Regions from separate parts of the Sus scrofa genome. Here all the other regions are linked to region 2. Evidence: chromatin contacts called from public Hi-C and targeted proximity ligation data. All regions are on one chromosome and are shown on one strand. The core of a region is the stretch at or near the end of the contact, and the rest is flanking DNA. Distances in the headings are between cores, read along the strand shown. Region 1 has its middle 190 kb from the start of TRIB1. Region 2 overlaps NSMCE2 (E3 SUMO-protein ligase NSE2). Region 3 has its middle 130 kb from the start of TRIB1. Region 4 has its middle 71 kb from the start of TRIB1.

The links. A called contact is a pair of places that touch in the nucleus more often than the background predicts.
Region 1: a targeted proximity ligation map of alveolar macrophages shows a contact between it and region 2. A contact is called at or near these places in 15 of 47 Hi-C or Micro-C datasets (adipocytes, alveolar macrophages, embryonic fibroblasts and 9 more) and 2 of 2 datasets of targeted methods (alveolar macrophages and skeletal muscle).
Region 3: a Hi-C map of liver shows a contact between it and region 2, with 1.6 times the contacts expected there. A contact is called at or near these places in 2 of 47 Hi-C or Micro-C datasets (liver and skeletal muscle) and 1 of 2 datasets of targeted methods (alveolar macrophages).
Region 4: a targeted proximity ligation map of alveolar macrophages shows a contact between it and region 2. A contact is called at or near these places in 3 of 47 Hi-C or Micro-C datasets (psoas muscle and skeletal muscle) and 2 of 2 datasets of targeted methods (alveolar macrophages and skeletal muscle).

Annotation. Positions count from the first base shown.
Region 1 is chr4:14,111,655-14,114,354 of Sscrofa11.1, forward strand. No RefSeq gene overlaps it. Among named protein-coding and RNA genes, the nearest start is that of TRIB1, 190 kb to the right of the region's middle.
Region 2 is chr4:14,488,835-14,491,534 of Sscrofa11.1, forward strand. The region is part of intron 4 of NSMCE2 (E3 SUMO-protein ligase NSE2); the gene reads right to left. Among named protein-coding and RNA genes, the nearest start is that of WASHC5, 110 kb to the right of the region's middle.
Region 3 is chr4:14,165,299-14,167,998 of Sscrofa11.1, forward strand. No RefSeq gene overlaps it. Among named protein-coding and RNA genes, the nearest start is that of TRIB1, 130 kb to the right of the region's middle.
Region 4 is chr4:14,226,215-14,228,914 of Sscrofa11.1, forward strand. No RefSeq gene overlaps it. Among named protein-coding and RNA genes, the nearest start is that of TRIB1, 71 kb to the right of the region's middle.

The sequences.
Region 1 (2,700 bases), core at 32-2,531, 380 kb before region 2:
AGTGGGTGTATTAGCTTTTATCGATTGCTGTGCAACACGTTACCACAAGCTTAGAGACTAAAAACAACACATACTCATTCCCTCGCAGTTTCCGTGAGTCAGGAGTTCAGGCGTAGCTTAAGTGGGTTCTCTGCTTAGGGCCTCACCAGGTCCAGGGGTGTTGGGCAGCATTCTCATCTAGAGACTCAGCTGGGAAAGGATCAACTTCCAAGCTCATGAATATCATTGGCAGAATTCACTTCCGGTGGCTCTCTCACTAAAGATCCTGGCTTCATGCTGGCTGCCAGCTGGAGGCTGTCCCAGAGGCCGCCCCCCACTTCCTTGCCATGTGGGCTCGTCTAACATGGTCGCTTACTTCTCATCTCCTGTTATTCCACTCTTGCGAAATGCCCTCCTGAGTGTGGGCTGAACCATTCACTTGTTTCTAACTAACAGAATGTGCAAAAGTGATGAGAGGTCAATTCCAAGACAAGGCCGCAAGAGCCTGTGACTCCTGTCTCATTTGCATTCTCTCTTGCCCTCTCACTTGCTCATTTATGACGAACCCAGTGCCATGTTGTGGGATGCTCTATGGAAGGGTCAGTGTGGCAAGAACCAAGGAGGGCCCCCTGCCAGCAGTTCCTGAGGAACTGAGGCGCTCAGTGCAACAGCCAGTAAGAAACTAAGTCCTGCTTAGGCGCCTCCGTAGGCGCCAACTGGAGAGCAGATCCTTCCCAGTCAAGCCTTGAGATGACTTCCGCTATGTGAGAGTCCCAGAACAGAGGACCCAGCTGAGCCTCTCCTGGATTGCTGACCCAGAAAAGCCAAGAGATGCTAAATGATGTGGTTTTAAGCCACTAAGTATAGGAGTAATTTGTTACACAGCAGTAGATAACAAACACACCAGCAGTTTGTCCCCAATACTTTAATAAACATCACCCTAAGGGAACAGGATTAAGGCCCTGTTCTAGTGCAGACAACAGAGGAACAACTTGAGTGCAAGGGCTCAGAAGTTTCTCAATATGCCCCTTTACACCTCAGAGCTTGACCCAGAACCTGCAAGCAGAGAGGCTGAAACAGAAGAAAACAAAAATTGGAATTATTCCAGTAAAATCGCTTTGTCTATTGAGAAGCAAGGTGGCCTTGTCTTGGAGACAAGATGCAGACAGAGACAGCCATTCTCCTGGGGCCAGCACAGAGACGCTGGAGGGAGCAGCAGCCTGGGCACAGATAGCAGCCACACCGGCCTTGGCAAGAGGCCCCAAAGCTTCCTGTGAGCATCAGAGCAGAAAGCGGGAGCTGAGAGAGGGAAGAGTAAACACCATGTGGGAGCCAGAGGACAGAGTCCGTGTGTACATGTGACCTATCTCTTGGGACTTCCAGAAATAACTGAGGTGAGAACTTGGCAGGGACTCCTTGACCATGGAGTATAAGACTAGTACAAAGTGAGATTGGGTAAATCTAAATATTTATTGACAATGACAAAGTGATGGGTGTGATAGATATGGCGGCCCCGCCCCTGCTCCCAACCTGTGGTCCCTGGGAACTTAGGAACATAGAATGATTTTCTTCCTAATGGCATTTTAAGTTCCTACAGTACAGGGATCTTCCTTGCCTTCCAGGGTGATGTTGAACATGCCATGTTGGGTGAAGAATATAGATGGAGAGAAAGACACCATGGTCCCTCCTATTTAATGAGTTTAACACAAATAAGTTTAGGCTTCATCCTCTTGACCTTGTTAGAGGCTGCCTTTTTGCCTGGTCTGCCGAGGGCAGAAGGCTGCATCTTTGGTACGAACATCAACCAGCCTATGCATGGTATGATCACCACAGCCAGACCCCAGCTCAAATCGTTGGAACGTACAACCTCAAAGCCCTCCTAGGCTGAACCACTCCTCATGTTCTGGGTGAACAATTAGCGCAGAAAATGTGGGGTGGAGGAAGCATCGATGAATGCATGGACCATTTCCAAAATAATGCATGACGCTGTTTTAAAGCACAAAGTGTAGGGGTCATTTGTTACACAGCAAGAGATAATTAACACACTCTTGACTGATGGCTTGTGCCCCACACTTTAGAAAACACCATCCTAAAGGACCAGCATTAAGCCACCATTCCAGTGGGGTGAGTGGGATGAAGATGAAAGGCAGAAAGACAGAGGCTAGATGGGAAATCAAAAGCCTTGCATTCTGGTTCCAGCTCTATCAAGACTCCCCAGCTGTGTGAGCTCAGTGAGAGCACTTCCTCTTCTGTAAAGTGGAATTAATGATAAATGCCTTTCTTACGTCACACTGTCATTATGAGACTCAGATTATAGAACCCGAGTGAAAGCTTTTTAACATGTAAGATTATATTCCCAGGTAAGAGGTTATAATCATCCACATTATCAGCATCAGCTTTATTGCTGGCTCTTATAAGGTAAAGCCAACAAAAGTTTGAATGTCTCAATCAAAGTCCACCCGAGAGAACAGAAACCACCCTAAGTATTTGGAACAGGGAGAAATTAAATGGCAAATGAGTTACACAGGGGATAAAAGGGCTGGAAAGCCCACCAGGAAATAATGGGTGACCCAGAGATTAATCATCACAGGAAATCCCTCAGCTGGAGAGGAGGAGGAGGCGGGATCATAGGAACCTAGGGCTTGAGGTCAACCTACGGGACGCTGGAACCATGGTGGGAGCCAGAACCAAGGGAATAATACCTCTGCTGATACTTCTTTT
Region 2 (2,700 bases), core at 182-2,681:
CAGGGAAATTTCAGCTCGATCTCAGCTCTTTTACTTTTTTTCCTTTACTGGGAAGAAAATTCTAAGCCAGCATAAATGAGTAAGTGGATTTCAGTCCTCTGAAAGGGCTTTCTGGGTGTGGCTGAGATAGCTAGCTTTGAAAACTTAGCAACACAGGATACATTATGAGTAAGTTCTTTCCTTTTTTTTTTTTTTTAAACAATGATGCTAACTCACCAGATCCTTCTGAAAGAGTCCTTTTATTAATTTCAATGAAGTCAAGTAGAGAACAAGTTGTAATATGAAACACAATTTATGCAACTATGTTGAAATTCTCTGCCTGAGTTACATCTCCTAATGCAAGAATTTTATGGTAAAACAATTTCAAAACAACATCTAGCATTAGCTTAGGCTCATTTTGGTTTCAGGCTGTCTTTCTATACAAATCATAGAACTCCTGAGGCAAAATGATAGCGCCTTTAAGGAGGAGAAAAAAAAAAAAATCCTGTTCCCCACAGTTTATAATAAAAGAGCTGAAACTAAGCCTTGATTGAAATTATACTGTTAGGCAACTCCAGAAACTAAACACAAAAACATGGTAAAGATTGCAACATCAAGGGAAAACCATCTTCATCGATATCGTTTTAGATTCCCAGCCGTTCCTGACCCGAGCCCACATGAGAGCAACTGAACCTTCAGAGGCTTTCCCGCAGTCAGCCAACCAGCAACTCCCTCCTTCCTCAACCACGCGGGTTGCCCAGGGAAAGGCACGCAATACATTTAAAGGGCCAATAGAAATCCCGTGGGTGGGTTTGGTCCGCCTTTCAAAAACCAATGAACTTCCCATTATATAACCTTTAATACCAAGAGAGAAGTTTACAGTCACATACCCGACTAAACTATAAGGCAGGCTTCACTGCATGCCTCATCGTGGTTTTTTGTTGGTTTTTTTTTTTTTTTTTTTTTTTTTTAAAGAAGAAGTAAGGAAAAGTAAAAGAAAGAGTGTCCTGAATGACACAATCCATCTAACTCAGGTAATGTCAGAAAATTAATGAATCTACATGGTGGTACGACCTAGGCTTGCTTTTTGTGATGATTTTCAGGGCAATCTGAGGTTTTCAATCAGAAAAATGTAGGCATCTAAAAACATAAGCTCCATGACATTTTATTAATTCTTTATAAAATAAAGTCTTTTAACCACAGCAGAATTCTGAGAATCTGGCTTTTCCAGAAAGCCCAAGAAAAATACTTTAGTTTCACCATTCTCAAATTCATTTGACTTTGAAACAAAATAAACATATTACTCTATTTAATATCTTGCACAAGCGAATTCACAAGAATGAAATGTGTTCAGAGTTCCTAGAAAAAATGTAGCAATACAGGCTGCCAACTTGTTCAATGTCAAGCTCTAGGCAGTATAGCCACACTAGCAGTAAATGACTCAGAGTGAGTCACGCTTAAGCTATTTTTGCTTTTAAAGTACTGCCAGGCACTGTGTTAATATTCAACCCAGAGTAAATTTAGCCCAACAAGAAAACAAGTGTTTCCATGGCTGCTTCTTCACACTGTTTATGGTATATATGCAGCCATTAGGCACAGGAATCTAGCCAGATAAGTTAAGTAGAAATGCTCATCTATTATTTATATCCAGGCTTTGGAACACTGCAAACACGAAATGCATCTTAGGCTATTCTTTCAACTCCTTCTGTCTATCCGCCCCTCCAGACCCCAAAGAGCAACGACATAGAGAGGATACTATTAATGATTCATTTAAAAGTTTGTGCCGTGAAACTCTAGTGGACTGTTGTTCACGGATTTTATGTGGCTCTGTGTTAAGAGTCACAACGACCCATGTTTCTCTGATAGTGCGGCCACAGGGAAGTAAAGTGCTTTAAAAAGTATCTAGCAAAAACAGCAGGAAATGTGGGCTATAGATACCAAATAGAATCATTGCACAGTATCAAGTATAGTGAACAGTTAGCCTGGTAATGTGAACACTCAACAGGTGTTTAAAAAATAATGCCTGTTCTAATTTGAAAAGATACATGCACCCCAATGTTCACAGCAGCACAATTTACAAGCCAAGACATGGAAGCAACCTAAGTGTCCATTTATAGATGAATGGATGACAAAAGTGGGGTGTACATATACAAGAGAATACAGTTCAGCCACAAAAAAGAATGAAATAGTGCTATTTGCAGCAACATGGATGGACCTAAAGATTATCACACTAAGTAAAGTAAGTCAAAGCCGAATATCATATGATATCACTTATATGTAGACTCTAAAAAAAGATACAAATAAACTTATTTACAAAACAGAAACAGACTCACAGACATAGAAAACAAACTTATGGCTACCAAAGGGGAAAGGGGGTGGGAGAGGGATAAACCAGGATTTGGGGATTAACAGATACATACTATTATATATAAAACAAACAAGGACTTACTGTATAGCACAGGGAACTATATTCAGTATCTTGTAATAGCCTATAATGGAAAAGAATCTAGAAAACATGTATTTATATGTGTATACACACACACACACACACACACACATATAACTCAATCACTTTGCTATATACCTGAAACTAACACAACAATGTAAATCAACTATACTAGAAAAAAAATATATTGGTGGTGAGAGATGCATGGCTAATAACCGACTGATCTAAAAAAAAAAAAATTTCAGTTTTTCAGAATATGCTATTTTTATTCCAAA
Region 3 (2,700 bases), core at 188-2,687, 320 kb before region 2:
TGTGTCTGTGTCTGTGTCTGTGCAGCATTTCGGAATGAAAACAACCATGGAATAAGCTTCAGAAAAGATGGGCTCTTATCTTGATCTGCCACATAGGAGCTGGGTGACTTTGAGAAAACCGTATCACCACTCTGTTTTCTCACCTGTTCTAGTTCCAAGAGCAATACCTAGTACATAATAACCACTCACTAAATATTTATTAAATGAGTGATTGTTATTTGGAGGTAATGCCGCTTCCTTTTCAGGAGATGAGAAAATATATGCCAAACTCCTCTCTTACTGTCTCAGTGATCGGCATACAACAGAAGCCCAGTAATTCTTAGCCCGTCCCCTCCCCAACTTCAGCTTTTTCCCCTTGGCGGAAGGAGGCTGATGAATGACATGATGCGTTAGGTCAAATGTCCCCTGCAGCCCCATTTCTTGGGCTGAGTCGTCCTGCTGCCATGTTCTTGAGCCAATTTCCAGGGCTTCTGAGTTCCCATGATGTTACATATTAGCCAGGCCTCTTCTTCCTGCTCTCAGTCAAATGCTGACAGTAATTCATTTGCAAGAATTAAATGCAAGATTGAATTTTAACAACTCAGAAATTTGAGGTCAACTGTGCTTTCGGCGACCTTTAGGGGCAGGAAGCCCGGTGAGTGAGCTGGTATCCCGACTTTTCATCGGGTGATACTCTTATGGGTCACAATCCTGCAAGATAGGAATTATTATCCTCTTCATGCATTAAAAGGGACAAAAGGTTCTGAGAGGTTGACTGGCCCAAGGTCACACCATCACCCCAGGGCCCCAGCACTGCCTCCAAGCCCAACCAGTGATGTTCAGAAGTTTCAGGCAGGCAAAAATCTCCTCACTCAGGAAGACAGGAATGAGGTCGCTTATGCTCTGAACCCACACCTCAAACTCTCTGACCAGTCAGCCCCGGTTGAGGATTGGCAGATGGAGCCAGGGCCATGTGGCAAATCAGAAAACTAGTCAGGTGGGACTGGAACGGTGCCTCTGAGGTATTTCACAAACACGGGAACAAACACATTTGGTGTCGCAATCCTGGCCACCCGGAGCTGCCGCGCTGGCTGTTTTTTGAGAACGGATGGTGGATGAGGCCTTCGAGGGCTGACGGGGCCCAGAGGCCCGGGTGCGCGCCATCTTGGAAGCAGAACCAGCCCTCAGGCGACAAGGCTCAGGCCCCTCAGTCCGCGGTTAGCCTCACTCTAGACCCCTTGGCCAGGCGGCCCAGAAGTCACCTGTACTTACCACTTCCCCCACTATTGCCTCTGACAGACCCTGTGAGCTGAGGTAACCAGGCTTCGGACTGGACCCCAACCCTACCTTTTCCACCTCCTTTCCCAGGAAGCAGACTAGCCCCTGCTAGACTCTCAAAGAGCTATTCATCCCATATCCTAAAAACAAAAGTTACCTAGGGCCAACTCTCTCTCAGCATGTCACCACGCCCTCTGGGATGATTCGTGGAACTGGTATGAACGGCTCCATAAACTCAGAGCACAGATATGGCCACACTCCACTGAATTTTCCAATTAGTCTCTTAAGCGCACATCAACATTACAAGCAGAAAGTCCAGCATCTCCCTCAGGAGGTCTCCTCCCTGCCCAATGAATTGTCCCAAAGCCTCGGACACAGGCCCAGTGAAAACAGAAATGAGGGCTCCCGTTCACCGGTCACAGAGGAGCTGGAGTCCCTTCAGGTTACAGCCACCACGAATTCTTACCACCACATCGTGTCACTGTTGAAATCATGCCTATGTGAGTTCTTGGATCTGGACAAATGTCAAAACCAAGTCCGCGACCTGCAGTTGGGGGCCCCATGGAGAACTCCCACAGTACAATTCTCCTAATTCATTTTTCTCACACTCGGCTATTTCCCAGGTTATAAGAAGACAGCCGCGGAGTTCCCGTCATGGCTCAGTGGTTAACGAATCCGACTAGGAACCATGGGGTTGCGGGTTCGATCCCTGGCCTTGCTCAGTGGTTAAGGATCTAGCACTGCCATGAGCTGTGGTGTAGGTTGCAGATGCGGCTTGGATCCCAAGTGTCTGTGGCTGTGGCGTAGGCCAGTGGCTACAGCTCCCATTAGACCCCTAGCCTGGGAACCTCCATATGCCGCGGGTGTGGCCCTAGAAAAGGCAAAAAGACAAAAAAAAAAAAAAAAAAAAAAGAGACAGCAGGAAAACTAAATCAGGACTGATTCTGTTTTCCATCCTCTCAAATCCCTTTCTCCCTGCCTCGTGAGCACTGCAGGAAAGACCTTCCCTCTTTGAAATTTCCAAAAAGGGAAACATCTTATCCTCCTCTCAAGAGCGTGAGTGCTGCTTGCTGTGTACCTGCCTGCTCAGGGCAGCTGGCCTTGCAGCCTTTCTTCTCTTGTGTGTCCCCTGATGGATCTGGCAACTTCCCTGCTAAAGGAGAGAATGAGATTGTGCCCAAGTTAAATTTCCAGCAGGGCCCCTCCTGTTAGGATACCTGCAACATGTGCAGTGAATCTCGGGGCCACAGAACTGTCCCCAGACATAGCCAGAGGACAGTCACTCTGTTTGGGAAGGGCCTAGGGTCTACCGGGCTTTTGGATACATACGATCCTGGTCAATCCTTACAACACCGAGAGGGATGCAGTTTCGAGCTACATTTTCTGGGGCCAGGGGTGGCGGGGTTGGGGGCGGGGATGAGGCCCAGAGCTACTTGGCTGTAA
Region 4 (2,700 bases), core at 12-2,511, 260 kb before region 2:
GATGTATCCATCTTTGTTCTTCTTTCTCAAGATTGCGTTGACTATTCAGAGTCCCCTGTGGTTCCATACAAATCTGAGTGTTGCTTGTTCCTGACTTCAGATTTTCCTTTCTCTGATGCCCCTTCAGGCCTCAGCTTTTATCCAAATCCACTCCAGTTCTCTAAAAAAAAAAAAAAAAAAATTTAATGATAACAATGAATAATAACTACATTTTTGTGTGCTCTGTCTGTAATAAATCTATGACAATGCTATAACAATTACTTTATATAACAATACTAGCATTTATTAAGAACTCTTACTTACATACTGGGCCACCTTCTTTCAATTATATATATATATTAGCTTATTTATCAACTCCATGAGGAAGGTGCTATAATATAATTCCCTTTTAAAGATGAGAAAGCTGGGGCACAGGACAGTTAAGTCACCTGCTTAAGGACACACAGCTAATGAGCCACAGAACAAGGAGTTAAACTTCAAGCTGTAAAGTCTGATTCTTAGCATCTATATCCTGCTGCCTCATGCAATCCTCCTGGGTCCTTAATGACAGTCTTCCCAGGCAGATATTTCCTGATTTTACAAATGAGAAAACTGGAGACTCAGCTATATCTTGGGCCCATGTGCCGAGTCGCCATATTGGAATTGGACCCTAAACCCAGTATTGTCTAATCCCATAGTCTGAGGCCCCAACCACCACACAGCTCTGCCCTTCCGTTCACACCAGTCTGAGCTTGGGGGAGCAGGGAGGGCCTCCCCATCTCCCTCCGAGGAATTGTTTGAGCCTTCTCCTCATGGTCAAGAATTTCTCACACGGGCTCCCCACTCAAGGGAGGCCTCCTGGGTTTCTGGATTCAAAGCCTGTGCGTGTGTCACGGCCAAGCATCTACACTAGCTGTGCCCCTGCAGATTTTCTCCAATCTTCAACTCCTCGGCAAGTGCTAGGGACTTTGTTCCATGATGGAAGGTCACTCGGTTCCAGTGGCAGGCTCAAGTGGGTGAGGGAGGCCCTTTGAGTCATGGAGGAAACCACAAGCTCGGGTCCCCGCAGCCCCTGCTCCCAGAGGCCGCACCCCAATACTGTGGAAATGTGTAATTTGCACCCTCATCCACCTCCCACAGACCCAGGGTTCTGCTGCTGCTGATTCATTTTGAGAAGCTCCACTTTCCACAGCTTCATGAGGAAGGATTGTCCCCACCGCCAGAGCCATGTGTGTTTGCTATGATTCATCAGATCGTCTGCAATCGCCTCAAAAATAGCCCTTACGCAATGCAGGAGCCGCTGGGAGCCTCGGCGCAGGGGCTTCCCCTCTTAGTCACCCTCTGGGCCTCAGTCCACTTCCACGCAGCCACGGGAACTCGGAGGGACAGGCACATGCCCAAAAGAGGAACTTGAGAAACTAGCAGGCGGGGGGTGAAGGCCGCCCCCCCACAGTTGGCAACTGTGATGAGGCAAGATCGCAGCTGTGGGCCTCTGTAGAAGTGAAATGTGCTCCGTAAACAAAATCTCCCAAGGCCAAGGGTGGCCGCGGCCCTGTGCCCTCTGGTCCCAGGGTCTGTGGCCAGCAAGGAGGCCCCGGACACGGCTGATCAGCTCTTCCTGCAGATTTGGATGTTCGACGGGAAGGCAGGCTGCTGGCAGAGGCTGATGCTGGTCTGAGCCTACAGAGAACACTGAGAGGGACAAGAGGGAGGGTGGTGTCCCACTGGGGGTGCCTCCTGCTGGAAGGAGGCCCTTCCGGTCCAGTGTTCCTCCTCTCTAGCCACCAGCAGTTAGATATGATGGGGGTTGGAGAGAGTTGTCACCACATGGATGCTCAGGCCCCATCTCCAGAGATCCTGGGTGGGCCTGGGTGTGGGTGCTTTTCAAAAGCTGACATTTTAGAGTTGAAAACTAGTTACCTAGGGCGAGCCATCACGTTGCATAGAAGGAGTTGCTGAACTTCAACTTTCCCTTGGCCTACAAAGCCTTCCACGATCAGGCCTCTTCATTTCCTCATTACCTCTCTGAATTCTCTGGGGTTTTTTGCTTGTTTGTTTGTTTGTTTGTTGTTTTTTCTTTTTTAGGGGCCGCACCTGCAGCATATGGCAGTTCCCAGACTGAGGGTTGAATCTGAGCTGCAGCCGCCAGCCTACGCCACAGCAACACGGGATCCGAGCCGCATCTGCAATCCACACCGCAGCTCACAGCAACTGCCGGAGTCTGAACCCACTGCAGAGATTGAACCCACATCCTCATGGATACTAGTCAGGTTCTTAACCCACTGAACCACAGGGGAAACTCGTGAATTCTCTGGTCTTACCACTTCTCTCTCTCTCTCCTCTTCCAGTCTCCTCCCCGCTCTTCCTCTTTCCCTCTCCCTGACTCTCCCCCCACCCTCCTCTCTTCCTCCCACCTCAGGGCCTTTGCACCACCTGTTACCCCTGCCTTTGCCCCAGATCCCTCAGGATTCTAAGTCCGAATCAGTACCTTAGTGCCTCTCCATGTTCTCACTTCATTTTCCTTCACAGCACAACAGACCCTATGTCTGTATTTTTTTATTGCCTTATCCTCCATTAGAATGTAGTCTCAGAAGGGCCAGGGCTTCCTGCTGCACTCCCAGCACCAGCATAGTGACTGGCAAGCCACGATTGCTCAATACCTATATTTGCTGGTGGATGGACAACCCCAGTATGGTGTTCACAGCAACACCAACGCCCCAA